2 separate regions of the Zea mays genome follow, and region 2 is linked to region 1. Evidence: chromatin contacts called from public Hi-C data. All regions are on one chromosome and are shown on one strand. The core of a region is the stretch at or near the end of the contact, and the rest is flanking DNA. Distances in the headings are between cores, read along the strand shown. Region 1 holds the start of LOC100384319 (DnaJ protein ERDJ2A). Region 2 holds the start of LOC542319 (acetyl-coenzyme A carboxylase).

Region 1 (3,734 bases), core at 420-2,919:
TGTAGCAGTGTGCTAACGTGTCTAGCAGAGAGGAGCTAGATCCCTAAGTACATGCTGTCGTGGCAGTCAGAGAGGTTTTGGCGCCCTGTTCATGTGATGTCGTGGCCGTCGGAGGAGTGCTTGAGCCCTGTGGAAGTACAGCTGTCGGGGCTGTCGAATCCTTGCTGACGTCTCCTTGCTTCCGTAAGGGTCTGAGAGCCGCCGTCGTCATAGAGCACGCGGGGTGCCACCATTACTTGTTTACCGGGGCGAGCTAGATGGGACGCCGGTCTTGTTCCCCGTAGCCTGAGCTAGTTAGGGGTAGGGTAATGATGGCCCCTCCTGTGACGTGGTCGGTCCGAGCCCGAGGTCGGGCGAGGCGGAGGCTCCTCCGAGGTCGAGGTCGAGTCTGAGCCCTGAGGTCGGGCGAGGCGGAGACCGTCTTCCGAGGTCGAGGCTGAGTCCGAGTCCTAGGGTCGGGCGAGGCGGAGTCCGTCGTCCGAGGTCGAGGCTGAGTCCGTCGTCCGAGGTCGAGGCTGAGTCCGAGCCCTGGGGTCGGGCGAGGCGGAGTCCGTCGTCCGAGGTCGAGGTTGAGTCCGAACCCTGGGGTCGGGCGAGGCGGAGCTTCCTATGGCGCCCGAGGCTGGACTTGGCTGCTGTCAGCATCACTCTGTCGAGTGGCACAATAGTCGAAGCAGGGCAGGCGACGCTGTTTTCCTGTTAGTTCGGTCAGTGGAGCGGCGAAGTGACTGCGATCACTTCGGCTCTTTCGACTGAGGAGCGCGCGTCAGGATTAAATGCCCCTGCGATATGGTCGGTTGGCGTGGCGATTTAGCCAAGGTTGCTTCTCCGCGAAGCCTGGGCCTCGGGCGAGCCGAAGGTGCGTCCGTTGCTTGAGGGGACCCTCGGGCGAGACGTGAATCCTACTGGGTCGCCTGCCTTTGCCCGAGGCTGGGCTCGGGCGAGGCGGGATCGTGTCCCTTGAGTGGACGGAGCCTTGTCCTGAATCGCGCCTATCAGGCCTTTGCAGCTTTGTGCTGACGGGGGTTACCAGCTGAGATTAGGAGTTTTGGTGGTATCCCTAATTATGGTCCCCGACACGATGATTTCGAAATACCGATGTCGTTTCTGTTTTCGAAATTACCGTTTCCGATTTCGTTTCCGATAACAAAATATGAAAACAGTAACGGTATTAGGTAGTGTTTGGTTGAGGAGCCAAGTAGAACGGAGCCGTTCCATCCCTGATTTTAGGAACGGAGCCGCTCTGTTCTGTGTTTGGTAATCTGTAACGGAGCAGCTCTGTTTTTTGTTTGGTTGCAGAGTGAACGGAACGGAGCGTGACTGTGAGAGCGGGATGAGAACAGAGCGGCTCCGTTCGGTTGATTTTTTGGAGCGGAATGATTTCGGATCTGAGAAAAATATTCCCTAATTAGAGACATTCCGTTCTAATTACTTTATAACCGAACAACAACATAACTAGGACGGAATGACTCCGTTATACTTGGCTCTTCAACCAAACATTGCCTAGTGTTTTTCAATCGTTTCCTACCGTTTTGGTCCTTACACGAGAGAGAGAGAGAGAGAGAGAGAGAGAGAGAGAGAGAGAGAGAGAGAGAGAGAGAGAGGCCACTGCATCCCCGCTTTGTCTCCAAACCGACTCTGCGGTGCCGATTCCGTGTCGTGGTACCACTACCGCCTACAGGCTACAGCCCACCGCGGCACCGCTGAAGACACCCCAAAACCTATCCCAATCGGCCGCGCCTCCGTCCGTGGCTCCGCCTGCCGGCGACCCCTCAGATCCGCGCGCCCCGTACCACCTCCCGCCGCCTCACTGCCAGATCCGGCCCTGGCTCCGCAAAATCCTGCGACATCGCAGACGAGCCGGGCGGGAGAGCGGAGGTAGGTCACAGCAGCCATGGCGGCCGCAGAGGAGAACAGCTCGCTGTTCCTGATTTTTATACTCACCATGATCGCGCTGCCCCTCGTGCCCTACACGATCCTGCGCTTGTGTCGCGCTGCCTCCGAGAAGGCGAAGACCATCCACTGCCGCTGCTCGGGTTGCCACCGCTCCGGCAAGTACCGCAAGTCGATCTACAAGAGGGTGCGGACGGCGCGTTCTTGTTCTTGTTTTTTCTTAAACTTCTTCTGTTCGGCTACTTTTGGTTTCTGTTTTGGGGTGTTGCTTGATTTGCTGTTCTGACTAATAAGTTCTGCTTCCCTTATTTCACAGATATCCAACTTCTCCACGTGCAGTAACCTAACCATCCTTCTGCTCTGGATTGTTATGATATTCCTGGTTTACTACATAAAGCTTGTTAGCCGTGAGGTATGTGAACTTTGGGCTACTTAAGAATTTGATGCTATCAGATAGAGCAATTCTTTCTGCGATACAAGTATACTTATCAAGTTAACATAACTCAGATCTGCTTCTGTTTTTCTCGGCAGTTGGAAGTGCTCTGTCCTAGTGCTTAACTGCTTATACTTTCCACTGTCCTCATTTGCCTTTTTTTTTCCTTACTAGTGGAAACTCATTTGGTTGTCATTTGTACGTGATTTGTGATTTGTCTAAACTATAGTCTGATTCTTACTTAATTCCAGATAGAGTTATGTGTTTCCTAGCATAGATATTTGTGACTTCAGGGTTGGACATGTCCCTGCCTCTTTATATCGAACATGCCCATTATGTAACCATCTTTATACTGATATTACGTAAACATTCAGTGAAATGAAGATATTATACATGCAAGTCTATAACATGATATAATTACAGTATTTGTTATATGATTTCGCTTTGAATTTTCTTAGGTCCAAGTTTTTGAGCCTTTCAGTATTCTTGGACTGGAAGCTGGGGCATCTGAATCTGATATCAAGAAATCATATAGGAGACTTTCTATTCAGTACCATCCTGATAAAAATCCTGATCCAGGTACCTCATTTGTAACACTATAATAAATTATTAATGTTGCTCAATGAAGAAAAAATATATCTTACCTGGTGAACTCTTCTTACGCCTTTTCTCCCACACATACCCAGAGGCTCATAAATACTTCATTGAATATATATCCAAGGCATATCAAGCATTAACTGATCCTATATCTCGTGAGAATTATGAGAAATATGGTCACCCTGATGGGCGGCAGGTAATATTAGCATCATTAGATCCTAATGTCTCAATCAGAGCTAAATTTTGCAACACATGTTCCATGAACTGCTAAAGCTAACGGGTAATACATCTTGTTTATGATTCAGGGGCTGCAAATGGGCATTGCTTTGCCCAAGTTTTTACTAAATATTGATGGTGCATCTGGTGGGATAATGCTTCTTGGAATAGTCGGATTTTGTATATTATTGCCTTTGATGATAGCTGTTATTTATTTGTCAAGATCATCAAAATATACTGGAAACTATGTCATGCATCAAACTTTGTCCACTTACTACTACTTTATGAAGCCATCTCTTGCTCCAAGGTATGAACTTGCGAACATGTCATTTAACACTGTTACTTTTGGAATTTAATATTTGTGTTTCCCTAGCACATATTGTTTAAAGTGCAAGTGCTCTGTATCTGATTTTTGAATTTTGATGTTAGACTGACATGAGGCCTGTAATATCATTAGCAACAGAAGATTTTTGTTAATATTGGAAGTGAGATTGTGATTTATTATTATTGACTTATTGCTCTTTGAGACTTCTTTTCTTGAATGTTCAAGCAATAGATCTTTTTTTTAAAAAACTTCTGCTGGGTAAATATATTT
Region 2 (3,734 bases), core at 408-2,907, 550 kb before region 1:
CAACAAATAAAGGAAACAGCAGACCAGTAGTAAACTAACAGATTAGCAAGGCTAACCTCCACTATGAGTTGAACATTGGCGTAGTTATTATTGTTTGTTCCACCAGGCACCTCTACGAATTGGTCAGCAATTCTAATGTGTTCTGCATTTATCCTCATGTCTTCCGGAGTTGCCATAGCTATGAGTTGAATTGCCTTCTCAGATCCAAAAGTATCATTAGCCCATGTCCGGACACTCCTCATAAATTTTGCTGCTGCCATTCCATTGTTGGCCACTAATATACTGTGAATTGGTGTTTTGCCACCTAGTGCCGCACAAAATTCAACAACCTTGGACACTGAGGCATGTCTTCCATTATGTGTTTCATTGATAATCCCATTCATTTGATAAGAATCTGTTGGCCCCCTAGGATCCTCAGATCCACTGGAAAAAGACAAAAAAAAAAGATTAGTATTGTTTTCACAACACTGACAATATGCATGGATGTCAAAAATAAACAAAGTTCAAATCAGCTTTGTGTCTATCATATATGTCCAATTTAGGCCAAGCATTTAAATTTTTCTCAAAAAATGCAGGCATTTACAGCAACAGAAGTCACAAATGTGTATGCAGATATGATTTATAATAAGTGACCATTGTCCAGCAAACACTGCAACTAATTCTTCAACATGAGCTATAACTACATCATATAACTGAACCAGAGCATTCACCATGCTCTAAATAACAGGTCCCTGGCTGTGTTGCAACAGTTACATCACATATTTTGCAGCATTTACTATGAAAGATTGAGCATACAGCACCAGGACATTAAGACAGCATTTCAGTATTAGCGAAGCTAGTATAAATAAGCTGAGAATATTTTCTTTTTCCAAAACAAACGTACGCAAAATATTGTAGTCCTTACTGTGAAATATCCACTTCGGAAGGTGCCTCACTTGGGAGGTCGATAATGCCAGCAAGACCTACATGCAGACAAACATTTGAAACTGAGCAGTGAGCATATCTATATTGGTACCTAGAATGAGGCTTCAAACATTACCATGTTAAAACAACTAAAAACTCGACCTACAGGGTAAGACAGCCCTTGGACATTGTATTATTAAGATCTTCTAACAAAGGTCAAGAAAACTCTTAAACCCCTGGCCCGCCGATACACAATGACATCGTAGCCTATATGAGGACGACCACGACCGGACTGTGCAGATTCGGGTGGGGGTGGGGGGGTAACCCTAGCCTAAAATTCGCTCCGACGGAAAATCAAACTCAAGACCTTAAGGAGTGGTACTCAGGCCACCTAACCAACTCAACTAGAGGCCCTTTCGCATGTTAAAACAAATAAACAACACCAGCCAAGAAAGAACTCTTTAATATATATTCTGTAGCAAAATTTTAGCTTGTATCAAAAGATATTCACAGTACCTTGACGAACAGACTGGCTGTGCTTTTTGGCATCTGATACCCCATCTCCGCCATCACGGAGTGAACGAGTACGGCTTTTCCTTCTGTTTAAGGGCCTCGATAATGAAGATGATGAGAATGTAGTCCCAGCTGAACTTCTCTGGCGATTAGGGAGTAGTGGCAAGGCCTTTGAGGCAGCTGCGGCTAATCCAAGCTGTGACATTGTCGTTCCGTGGCCCAGACAGCACAATTGAAGACCTTCTCAAACGCACAGTGCCATAAAAAGGGAAGAAAACTCCTGGAAAATCTGACAGAGGCAAAAGACACCATCAGAGCTCTAGCAGAATACTCTTAGGAAGTTTTGAATATCAAAGAAATGAAAGCAACATTATAATTTATAGGCCACTCGCTAAAAAATATTTGTGATGTTTCCAGTTTTCCTCTCATTTTGAAGGAACCTGCCATGTTGAGATCTTATCAAGTTTATTGGCCACCATTCATGAAGATTTTAGAAAACTATTTACTAGTGAAATATGTCCAAATATACAAAGGTCTCTTCCACTCAAACTTGCCAGAACCTTTTACCTATAATTATACTATGTTTCTGCTGTTTAGTTTTATTTTCCTTTTTTGTCATACGAAGCCCAAATGTAGTGCAAAATCTTTTTCAATGGAGATGGTTGTATAAGAAGGGGCCAAGGGGTGGCAGTGGCAAGGAAACCTCAACCTGAGCAGGGGGGATAATGAGTACACAACAAGGTCCCCAAATGGCAACAGGTTCTTTTTCTCATTCTATGAATCACCTATTTGGTTTTTTTATCAGAGCGATGATAAGGCTTCATGTGGCTTGTGAAAGTAAGATCAAGATCAAATTTCGTGGCTCAGACAGTAAGAAAATTGTTTGTTTGGAATATTCTCTCTGAAGAAAGTAAATCAAATTTTCTTTATACTAAATGATCACTGCCTTTCAGAAAGGTTTGTTTTTTCTCGAAAAAAAAAGTTGCAGGTAAAACCTCCTTTTCCTTGTGCACAGAGCGCTAAGAATGCAAAACATTGTTTTTTCAGAATTGAGATGTACAACAAAAGGATGTAATCTATATGATACATAAAAGAAGGTCATCAGTTACATGCAGGTATTAGACAACCAGGGGAAGCAAAAAGATGCACAACCACCAACCATCATAGAGTGCAATGTTACAGTAACCCACTTGGTAGAATGACACATGAGCAAAGACTAGCAGGGAACGAAGCCAAGTGCATTCCTTATGCACCCACACAAAGGAAAAGGTGTGCTTAAACCCTGATTCATGAGGTTACCTACTGATACTACAGCTTAATAAACCTTACCGCCACCTACCATTAGAATGGCACCTATCAATCTAGCATGGGCATGGGCATCCCTGAATAAACCACAGTCAGCAACGCTAGACACTAGCAGAGGCGGCCCAGAGGCTACCCATCCATCCTGCAGTGCAACAAGAGACAACCTACATTTAGCCCACGCAGCTGCCACAAACAATTGCGTAAGCCGAGACCATTCAGCCACCCCAGTAACCCTGGGGTTGCCATTGCCGTACAGGGCTCACGGAATTCCGCTCCAGTCGGGCGCATGCAAAACCCCGGCTTGGCGCTGACGAATCCATACCAAGCTTAAACCCTGTATGTACGTACCCACGCAGAGCAACGAACCCGGCACCCCGGCAGCAGCCAGGAGAGCAATGGCGGCGCGCGGTCTCACCAGCAGTGGCGCAGATCGGCGTGCAGCGCGCGGATCTGACGAGCTCCACTGGGCCGCGACAGAGGGAGCGGCGCTGGCGACGAGCCGGCGGAATAAATAGCGCGGGGGCGAGCTGGTACCTCGGTAAGAAAGACAGCGGAGAAGGCGACGCGCGGGTGTTGGATCCTTGCGGCGGCGGGGCGGAGCAGAGAAGGAGGCGGAGAGAGGCGGCGGGGCGGAGGCGGAGAGACCGAGGGGCGGGGGCGGGGAGGTGCGACTGGCGAGCCAGGAGGAGGGCGGGGGCGGAGGGATGGGGGGTGTGCGGCCTATAATAATAATTTCGCTGGCCCGCATCGGCATCGGGGACTCCGCCACGGTGGAGTGCAGTGGGCAGTGGCACGTGGTAGGGGAGGAGGGCGATGGAGATAACGGTGGGGGCAAGTGGAGGGCCCCGATGCCGCCGGGTGGATAGGGTTGGGAGATCGGACGCGCGTGGTTTTGTGTCCGTGATGACGGGGCCTGGGGACACTGTGGAATGGGCATTTTCCTTCCGTTTCCGCCAGGGTTTGGCTGCTGCGGCCTGCGGGCGATGATGCCCCTGCGCCTGGCTCTGGCGTCT

Evidence for each region. Hi-C and Micro-C count contacts between places; a contact is called where the count stands out from the background.
Region 2: a Hi-C map of leaf mesophyll shows a contact between it and region 1, with 2.8 times the contacts expected there. The contact joins the promoter of LOC542319 here to the promoter of LOC100384319 in region 1. A contact is called at or near these places in 7 of 25 Hi-C or Micro-C datasets (bundle sheath, ear, endosperm and 3 more).

What each region holds. Positions count from the first base shown.
Region 1 is chr2:84,266,506-84,270,239 of Zm-B73-REFERENCE-NAM-5.0, reverse strand. It overlaps LOC100384319 (DnaJ protein ERDJ2A), which reads left to right and starts at 1,669. Exons shown (of 10, transcript NM_001322052.1): 1 at 1,669-2,080; 2 at 2,210-2,305; 3 at 2,785-2,905; 4 at 3,013-3,119; 5 at 3,229-3,446. The coding sequence starts at 1,895.
Region 2 is chr2:84,818,419-84,822,152 of Zm-B73-REFERENCE-NAM-5.0, reverse strand. It overlaps LOC542319 (acetyl-coenzyme A carboxylase), which reads right to left and starts at 1,657. Exons shown (of 33, transcript NM_001111903.1): 1 at 1,420-1,657; 2 at 905-962; 3 at 57-423. The coding sequence starts at 1,621.